2 separate regions of the Oryctolagus cuniculus genome follow, and region 1 is linked to region 2. A link is a contact called in public Micro-C data. All regions are on one chromosome and are shown on one strand. Each heading gives the region's core, a stretch centred on a gene start, on an enhancer-like site or on the middle of the called end of the contact. The rest is flanking DNA. Distances are from core to core; before and after follow the strand shown.

The links. Hi-C and Micro-C count contacts between places; a contact is called where the count stands out from the background.
Region 1: a Micro-C map of ear pinna shows a contact between it and region 2, with 4 times the contacts expected there. The contact joins the promoter of LMLN here to the promoter of OSBPL11 in region 2. A contact is called at or near these places in 2 of 6 Hi-C or Micro-C datasets (ear pinna and an unstated tissue).

What each region holds. Positions count from the first base shown.
Region 1 is chr4:82,109,434-82,113,319 of mOryCun1.1, reverse strand. LMLN (leishmanolysin like peptidase) reads left to right here and starts at 2,446. Exons shown (of 17, transcript XM_002716542.5): 1 at 2,446-2,892. The coding sequence starts at 2,698.
Region 2 is chr4:81,977,508-81,981,111 of mOryCun1.1, reverse strand. It overlaps OSBPL11 (oxysterol binding protein like 11), which reads left to right and starts at 2,336. Exons shown (of 13, transcript XM_002716544.5): 1 at 2,336-3,285. The coding sequence starts at 3,110. LOC138849304 (a long non-coding RNA gene) reads right to left here and starts at 2,262. Exons shown (of 3, transcript XR_011387968.1): 1 at 2,220-2,262.

The DNA of each region.
Region 1 (3,886 bases), core at 1,197-3,696, 130 kb before region 2:
GTGCAGGAAGGAAATTGGAATCAGTCTTGGTTCAAGGGCTGGAAGTGCCAATTTTGGACCTACTCCAGTGGGATTTAGGTCTCAAAAAAAAGCATAATTTGTTCATGAAGCTGCTTAAGTAGATGTGATTGGTACTCTGGGAATAGGGATATGGGGCATGTGAATATGTTGCTTATATAATAAAAGCTTTAAAGTGTATGTCCAGAAGGAAAAATAAGCCATCCCAGAAAAAGAAATGGCACAACAATCTTAGGAACACAGAAGGCATCTGCGGAGGTATTCAAATGATCACTTGGTGTGAACAAGTCTGTTGGGTGAATGATTGAAAGTAAATCTAGAAAAGTCGCAAGATGAGATTTTACAATCTGTCCTGAGGATTTTTACATAAATGTTTCTGAAGATTTTGAAAGAGTTGAAGAGATCAAAGGTCTACTGGCTCCGAATGGCTGCAACCGCCAGTGCTGGGGCAGACTGGACTCAGGAGCTGCTGCTTGGTATCTCCTACGAGTGGCAAGGGCTGGAGCAGTTGGGCCTTCCACTGCTTTCCCAGACCATTAGCAGGGAAATGGATCAGAAGCAGAGGAGCTGGCACATGAACCATTGCCCATTTGGAATGGAAGCTTTGCCTACTACACCACAATGCCAGCCCCTAGACTAATACTCCTGTATGTAATAGTGTCATCATGGTTTAATTCATTTGGGAGACATAATTATGGTAGAACTGTCACCAGGGAAAATTGTGTATCTTTGAGCACAGAAATAGATGATGTCAATGATACCTTGTTAAAGGATTCATTCAGAAGGCAAAGTGATAATAACCAAGTTAAATCCCCAAGTTGCTGCAACAGGACAAAGCCTGGGGCTTGAAATGCTGCTGAGTGTCCCAAGTACATGGGCCACAGTCATGCTTTCCCAGGTGCATTAGGAAGTTAGATCAGAACTCAAAGCAGTGTTTTGACACTCCTGTGACAAAGAAAGGCTGGCTTCTCTGCTGCAGCACAACACCATCCCTGTTGGTACCATTTTAAAAGTGGTTGTGGAGTCTGGTTAGCAATCCTGGTTTTTCTGGCTGTGTTACAAAACTGAGGAACCAGGGAAGGGTTTAGGGGGACAACAAATTAGGGGACTGAGGAGCATGTGGATATGTCCAGGAAGGCATTCATACATTAGAAGTGTGGATTAGGCATGGAAAGGGAAAGTCTCCTAACGCATGTCACCTTTGTTAGGAGTATCTACAGAAAGGGGCCTTTGTGGCATGCCCACCTGTCCACTGTCATTCAGACTGCCTCTGTGGTGACACTGCTATTAACAGCTAGGAGCTTGAAATGACCACTTCCATTCTTTGTTCACAATCAGCAATTTTATTTTGCAATGGAAAAGGCATGTTTTGAAAGTTACTAATATGGGGACTGTGCTGTGGCATATCAGGTTAAGCCACTACCTGTAATGCTGGTGTCCCATATGGTTGCTGGTTCAAGTCCCAGTTGCCCCACTTCTGATCCAGCCCCCTGCTGCCTGGGAACGCAGTGGAAGATGTCCCAAGTGCCTGGGCCCCTGCACCCACATCAGATGGAGAAGAAGCTCCTGGCTCCTAGCTTCGGATTGGCTTAGCTTCAGTGGTTAGGGAGTGAACCAGCGGATGGAAGATGTGACTCTCCTCTTTTACTCTGTCTTTGAAGTAAGTCTAAAAATATATACATTGTTTTTAAGAAAGTTACTTTGGAATCCCAGCAACCATTATTTAGACACATTAATGAACTTTTGCTCACTTGTAAAATGGTAGACTGGGTGAGCATCTTTTCAAAGAGGGTTCTGAAATGTTTGATTCTGGATATTTGCATATTTATAATAATGTAATGGGACCCAAGTCTAAACATGGAACTTACGTTTCATATCTTTATGCACACAGCCTGAAGGTAATTTTATACAGTATCTTTAGTGCACTTGTGTATTTTGGCTGCCACCTTCATTTGGGGGATCATATTGGTGCATTTTGGAGCATCGTCATTTATAGTAATCTCCAATATTCAGTTCCCGTTAAATAATTTTCAGCTCTTTTCAGCCCTGGTTTTCATTTTGTTCATGGGCCATGGGGAGATTGGCCCCAGTTTTCCATTTTTCATAGTTTCTCATAGCTCAGCTTTTAATGTAGTTGCCTTAATGGCCAGTAGCCACCTGCTCTTCCTGGGTTAGTGCAGTTCTTGGTTAGATGAAGATTAAAGGATGAAATTGAGTACAGTACTATAGAACACGATTGATTTCATAGGAAATAGTTGATACGGACGTAAAGATGGTGACTGAGAAGTAAAAAGGTGGTTTCACTCACCTTTCATACTGCAGCTGTTTATATGTCCACCTAAGTGCTTGCATATTTCTGGTGAATAAAGGAACTGGAAAAACTGCCACTATTTAAAAACAGGCATGCCACCCTCCGTCTATGGCTAACGCCCGCCGGCGTTTGTTCTTCCCTGTGGTCAGCCCACGTGGGCCACTGAGCAGCGTTTATTGGCCGGCTTTGCTCCGCGAGCGGCGGACGTGGTCGCTGGGCTCGTTGCCGGCGATAACTCGGTGCCGGTGACGCCAGCCAGTGTTCAGTCCTCGCGCCGGCGGCTCCCTCCACCTGCCCCGACGGCGAGGGGCGGGGCGGGTCCGGCGCGGAGGCGTCACGCGCTCCATGGTAACGACGCGGGCCCGAAGATGGCGGCCGGGTGCAGGGGAGCCGCAGATTACGCGTGTCCAGGCCCGGGCCGGAGCCGGTGGCGCCGCGGCGGCCCTCTGTGGGTCCGAGGCGTCTTACTGCTGTTAGGCGGGCTCCCGACGAGCGTCACAACTCTTCCTGTCTCCTTGGGCAGTGCCCCTCCCTGCCGGCACCACGTCCCCTCTGACACCGAGGTAGGGCGAAGGAGGGGCGGGAGCGGGCCTTAGGAGGGGAAAGTCACTCGGGAGGGGCTGGCGCCGAGAGCGGTGTTTGGGAGAAGGTGTTCTGCAGGAGAACCCGAATTTGGAACCGAGACTGGACTGGCAGGGCTGCGACCTCCGCCAGCCGCCTGCACCCCGCGAAGGCTCTGTTAGGCGTTCGGAACCTCATCTCTTTCCTGCGCGGAGGCCGTGCTTGGGAGGTGGCCCTGGGAGCGGGGTTCTGGGACTGGAGCATGCCTCAGAACCACCTGGAGCGATGTGCCAACACAGATTGCGCCCCGGCTTTCTGGCTTGGGATGGGTCCCCAGGATCGGCCGTTCAAGTTCCTAGGTGGCGATGCTGCTTGTCAAGGAACCGCACGTTGGGAACGACTGATGGGAAGATTTGGGAAGGTGTAGAAAGGAGAGCCAGACAAAAGGTGTTGAGGGAAATGGGGGGGGGGGGGTGTTGTTCTGGAAACAAAATCCAGGTTCATTTTCAAGTGATTTTTGCTGCGCCAAGTTCCGCTGCCCTGGAAGTACCTGCCTGCTTCCCACCTTATTTTTCTCCCTGTTTAAGTTCTTCGGGCAGCCTGCTGTTCTTTCCATTTCATAGTATGGCTTATCTGTGTTGTTTTGAGGCATGGAATAACCAAGTACTGCCCTGTGGTAATGGCTCCTTCTTCAAGCTGGTCTTGCCTTTGTAGTTAAATTGTAAGGTGCCTTGGGATAAGGTTCCTGTCGCAAGACACAGAACTTAGCTCTGAAGTGGGCCCACAATACTCTATTATTCTGGGACCAGAGGGCCAGTACCTGGAGCAGGGCTGCATGTTGTGATTGGGCTTACAATCTGTCTTAGTACTTCAGGCAAGATTCACTTGGAATTTTCAATTCAGCCTAGAAATCCTCCATGACCACTCATTTTTGTGGTAAAAAGTATCACATGCATACTTTTTGATTTTGCCATGTGAGGCAAAATCCTAAGTTTG
Region 2 (3,604 bases), core at 1,087-3,586:
GGACTATAAAAGGCAAACTCCACATTCTATAGTCTCTACACTAACAGTCAGCTATTCCATTAGCTTCTATGTATTTTTTTCTTGAACAAAAGAGTTGGATTTATTCTATGAAGAATGTAAAAATGGTTCTGAGTTTCACAGGAGCTCAATTAGAATTGTGAACTGAACTGTGACAAGTCCAAGACAGACTAGAAGTGGAGAGGCCGGCAAGAACATTATTGCACTATCGCAAATCCAATGCATTTGCCACAGATACAGCTCAGATTTGCTCACCACAGCTCAGATACAGCTCAGATCTGCTCACTTCTCTACCCTCACTGCCATCACTCAAGTCAAGCTACTGTCATTTCTTTTTTCTTTTCTCCTTTCTTTCTTTCCAAAAAATATTTCAATTTACTTATTTGAAAGGCAGAGATACAGTGAAGAGAGGTAGAGACACAAAGAAGCGATCTTCCATCTGCTGTTTCACTCCCCCAAATGTCTGCAATGGCCAGGTAGGGGTAGGCCAGGCTGAAGCCAGGCTCCTGGAACTCCGTCTGGGTCTCCCACGAGGATTTGGGCCATATGCTGCTGCTTTCCCAGGCTCATTAGCAGGGAGCTGGATGGGAAGTGAAGCAGCTGGGACTTGAACTAGCATTCATATGGGATGCAGGTGTTGTGGGCCATGGCGCAACCCACTGCACCACAGCATCAGCCCCTAGCTACTGTCATTTCTGACTTCATTTCCTGTCACAGCCTCCTAAGTATTCCTACTTCCTCTTTTTCTTCTAGTAAAGTTAGTTCCCTAGAGAATTTGCCTTTTAAATAATTATAATTGCTTTATCATGACACAAATTCACCCATCTAAAGTGTATGATGAGCTGGGTTTTACATATATTCACAAGACTGTAAATCCATTACTACTAATTTTAGAAGAATTTCACTATCCCTCCCTCACCCCTTCACCCCTCCAAAAAAAGCGGTCACAGCCCATTCCTACGTTCTCCCAACCCCTGGCAAGCTCTAATCTACTTCCTGTCTGTAGGATTTGCCTATTCCGGACATTTCATGTAAATGGAGCACATGACATGTCACTTTTTGAGTCTTGCTTCTTTTACTCAGAATCATGTTTTCAAAGTCTATCTATGGTGTAGCATGTACCAGCCCTTCATTCCTTTCTATGGCCAAACAATATTCCATTGTATGGCTACACCACAGTTTACATTTTCACCAGCAATGTATGAGGGTTTCAATTTCTCCAAATCCTCAACAAATTGATTGCTATCTTTACTCATTTATTTGTTTTCATTTTATCTGAGAGACACACACACAGAGAGAATCTTCCATCTACTGATTCATTCCCCAGATGCCTGCAACAGCCAGTGCTGAACCAGGAGCCAGGAACTCCATCCCAGTCTCCCCAATAAACAGCAGGATCCAAGTACTTGAGCCATCATCATCTGCTACCTCCCAGTTTTTAGCATGATGCTAAAATCTATAAAGAAGAGCCAGGATTTGAACCCAGCATTCCCATCTGAGATGCTGGCATCCCAAGCACCATTTTAACTGCTGCACCAAACACCAACCCCATCTTTCTTTTGAAACTTCATCTCTTTGTAGGTCAATTTGATTGTTGTGAGGTGGGTTCTTCATCCCATTTCATTTATTTTCTATTATCACCCTCTTTTTTTTTCTTCTTAGCCTTATTTTACAAGTTTGAGTAATACTGTCTGTATCTGTGCTAGAATTTTCTATACGTTTAAATCGCAAGTCATATTGTTGGGAACTAGAATTGCAATTAGAAGGAACTTTAGCAATCTCCTGGATAACCACTCTTATTTCACTAATGCGAAGACAAAGACATAAAGAGGGTGAAAGATTTATCTGGGGTCAGGAGAGTACTTGACTGGCTCAGAGGTGCTAACTTCCAGGACAGTTTCCTTTTCATTTGCAACATCCATTTGCCTTACTCCACTGTCACGCTATTTTTTCCCTTTTTTTCAAAATGACTAAAACGACCAGTATTTTTTATTTTTCGTAATTTCTTATTTTTCAAGCCTTTCTTCCTAAAATGCCTGGAACGGGGCCCTCAGATGCAAGGATGGGACCTGGTTGGTTAAAAAGGGCGGAAATCACACTCCGCCCGGGCACTCTTTGGGTCCACTCCTTCTTTTGTTTCTCTCTCCTTCCCGACCCTTCTTTCTGGTTCTCCTGCCTCGCCCTCCGGCTCCCTTTCTTACCCATCAGCCTCTGGTCACCGCTACCCTCGGAGGCTCCGCCCCCTCCAGGGCTGAGCTGCCCTTATCCAAGATGGCGCCGGGCACTTCGCCTGAGGGGGAAGTGAGCTCACACCACTCCGGAAGGGAAGGCGGGGAGAGCGAGGCGGCGGGTGGGTCACCCGCTGTGGGGCTGTGGGTGGGGCGGTGGCCGGGGCTCTGGCTATTGCAATTGCGGCTGGAGCGAGGGCTGAGAGTCGTCTATTCCTGGGAACCCAGTCGAGGGGCCAGGGCCAGGGGCGTTGGAGAAAGTCGCCCCGAGCGGCACGCCTCTGGCCCACGGAGAGACGGCCCTGGAAGCCGGCTTCCCGCCCCCGGCGGCCTCCCTCCCCGACCCTCCTCCCGAGCTGCGCGCGCTGGCCGCCGCTCTGCCTTGGGGGCTGCGGCGGTTCGCGCCGAGCGGGCTGGACGGGCCCTCCACTGGAAGACTGGCCGGAGGAGACGCGGGAGCGCGGAGGTCAGGCCCCGGGCCCCTGTCCGTGGCCCTCCGTCCTAGTCCAGCCCGCCTGGCTGGAGAGTCGGCGACCTCCTTACGAGCCTGCTTCTCCTTGGAGTCATGTCTGCGAGACCTCTGGAGGGGTGATTTTTCCCCCTCCGTGTTTTTGCCGGGAGGGTAAATATTTAATCTAAAGGATAGCTGTGTTCTCATCGCTGTCCCTTCCCTCTGGAAAGTTAACTTCGGTCGGGGATGCGTATCTTCCTTTCTGGGGCCATTTGACCATTCCCTCTCCAGCCGCCGTCTGATTTAGCAACTGGAATCACATTCAGATCAGATCACTAAACAACAAAAACAAAAAGCAGCAGCACCAACGGCAAAAGCTACCGAGCTGTTCCCCCCCGCCCAAGAAGGGCGAATGGACTTCGGAGTGAAGATGCAGGGGGGCGAGCCGGTGGCGACGATGAAAGTCTCGGAGAGCGAGGGCAAGCTGGAGGGCCTGGCCACAGCCGTGACCCCCAACAAGAACAGCAGCAACAGCAGCGGCCGCGGCGGCGGGGGCGGCGGCGGCGGCGTGAAAGGCTGGCAGTACAGGTGGGGTCTTTTCTGCAAGGTGATTTCCTGGGGGTTGCGTGGGGCTGAGTTTGCCTGGGGTCTGCATTCCCGTAGTTGACAGGCTGCGCTCATCTGCTAGCTTCTTAGAAGTAACTGCTACCTCTCCTTTGGACCTGGGATCTCACCTTTCGTTGGCAGAATTTAACTCATTCGTTGGCTCCTTCCACAGGTATTTCGGGAGGGCCTTTGGGGAATACAGAAATGTTGTCTCCCAACTTCCTCCCTAGCCCAAGAGTGAGTTCTTCCTCTGATTTGATTCGGAACTGCTGTTTCAGCCTGTGTTGTAATCCGTGTGCCA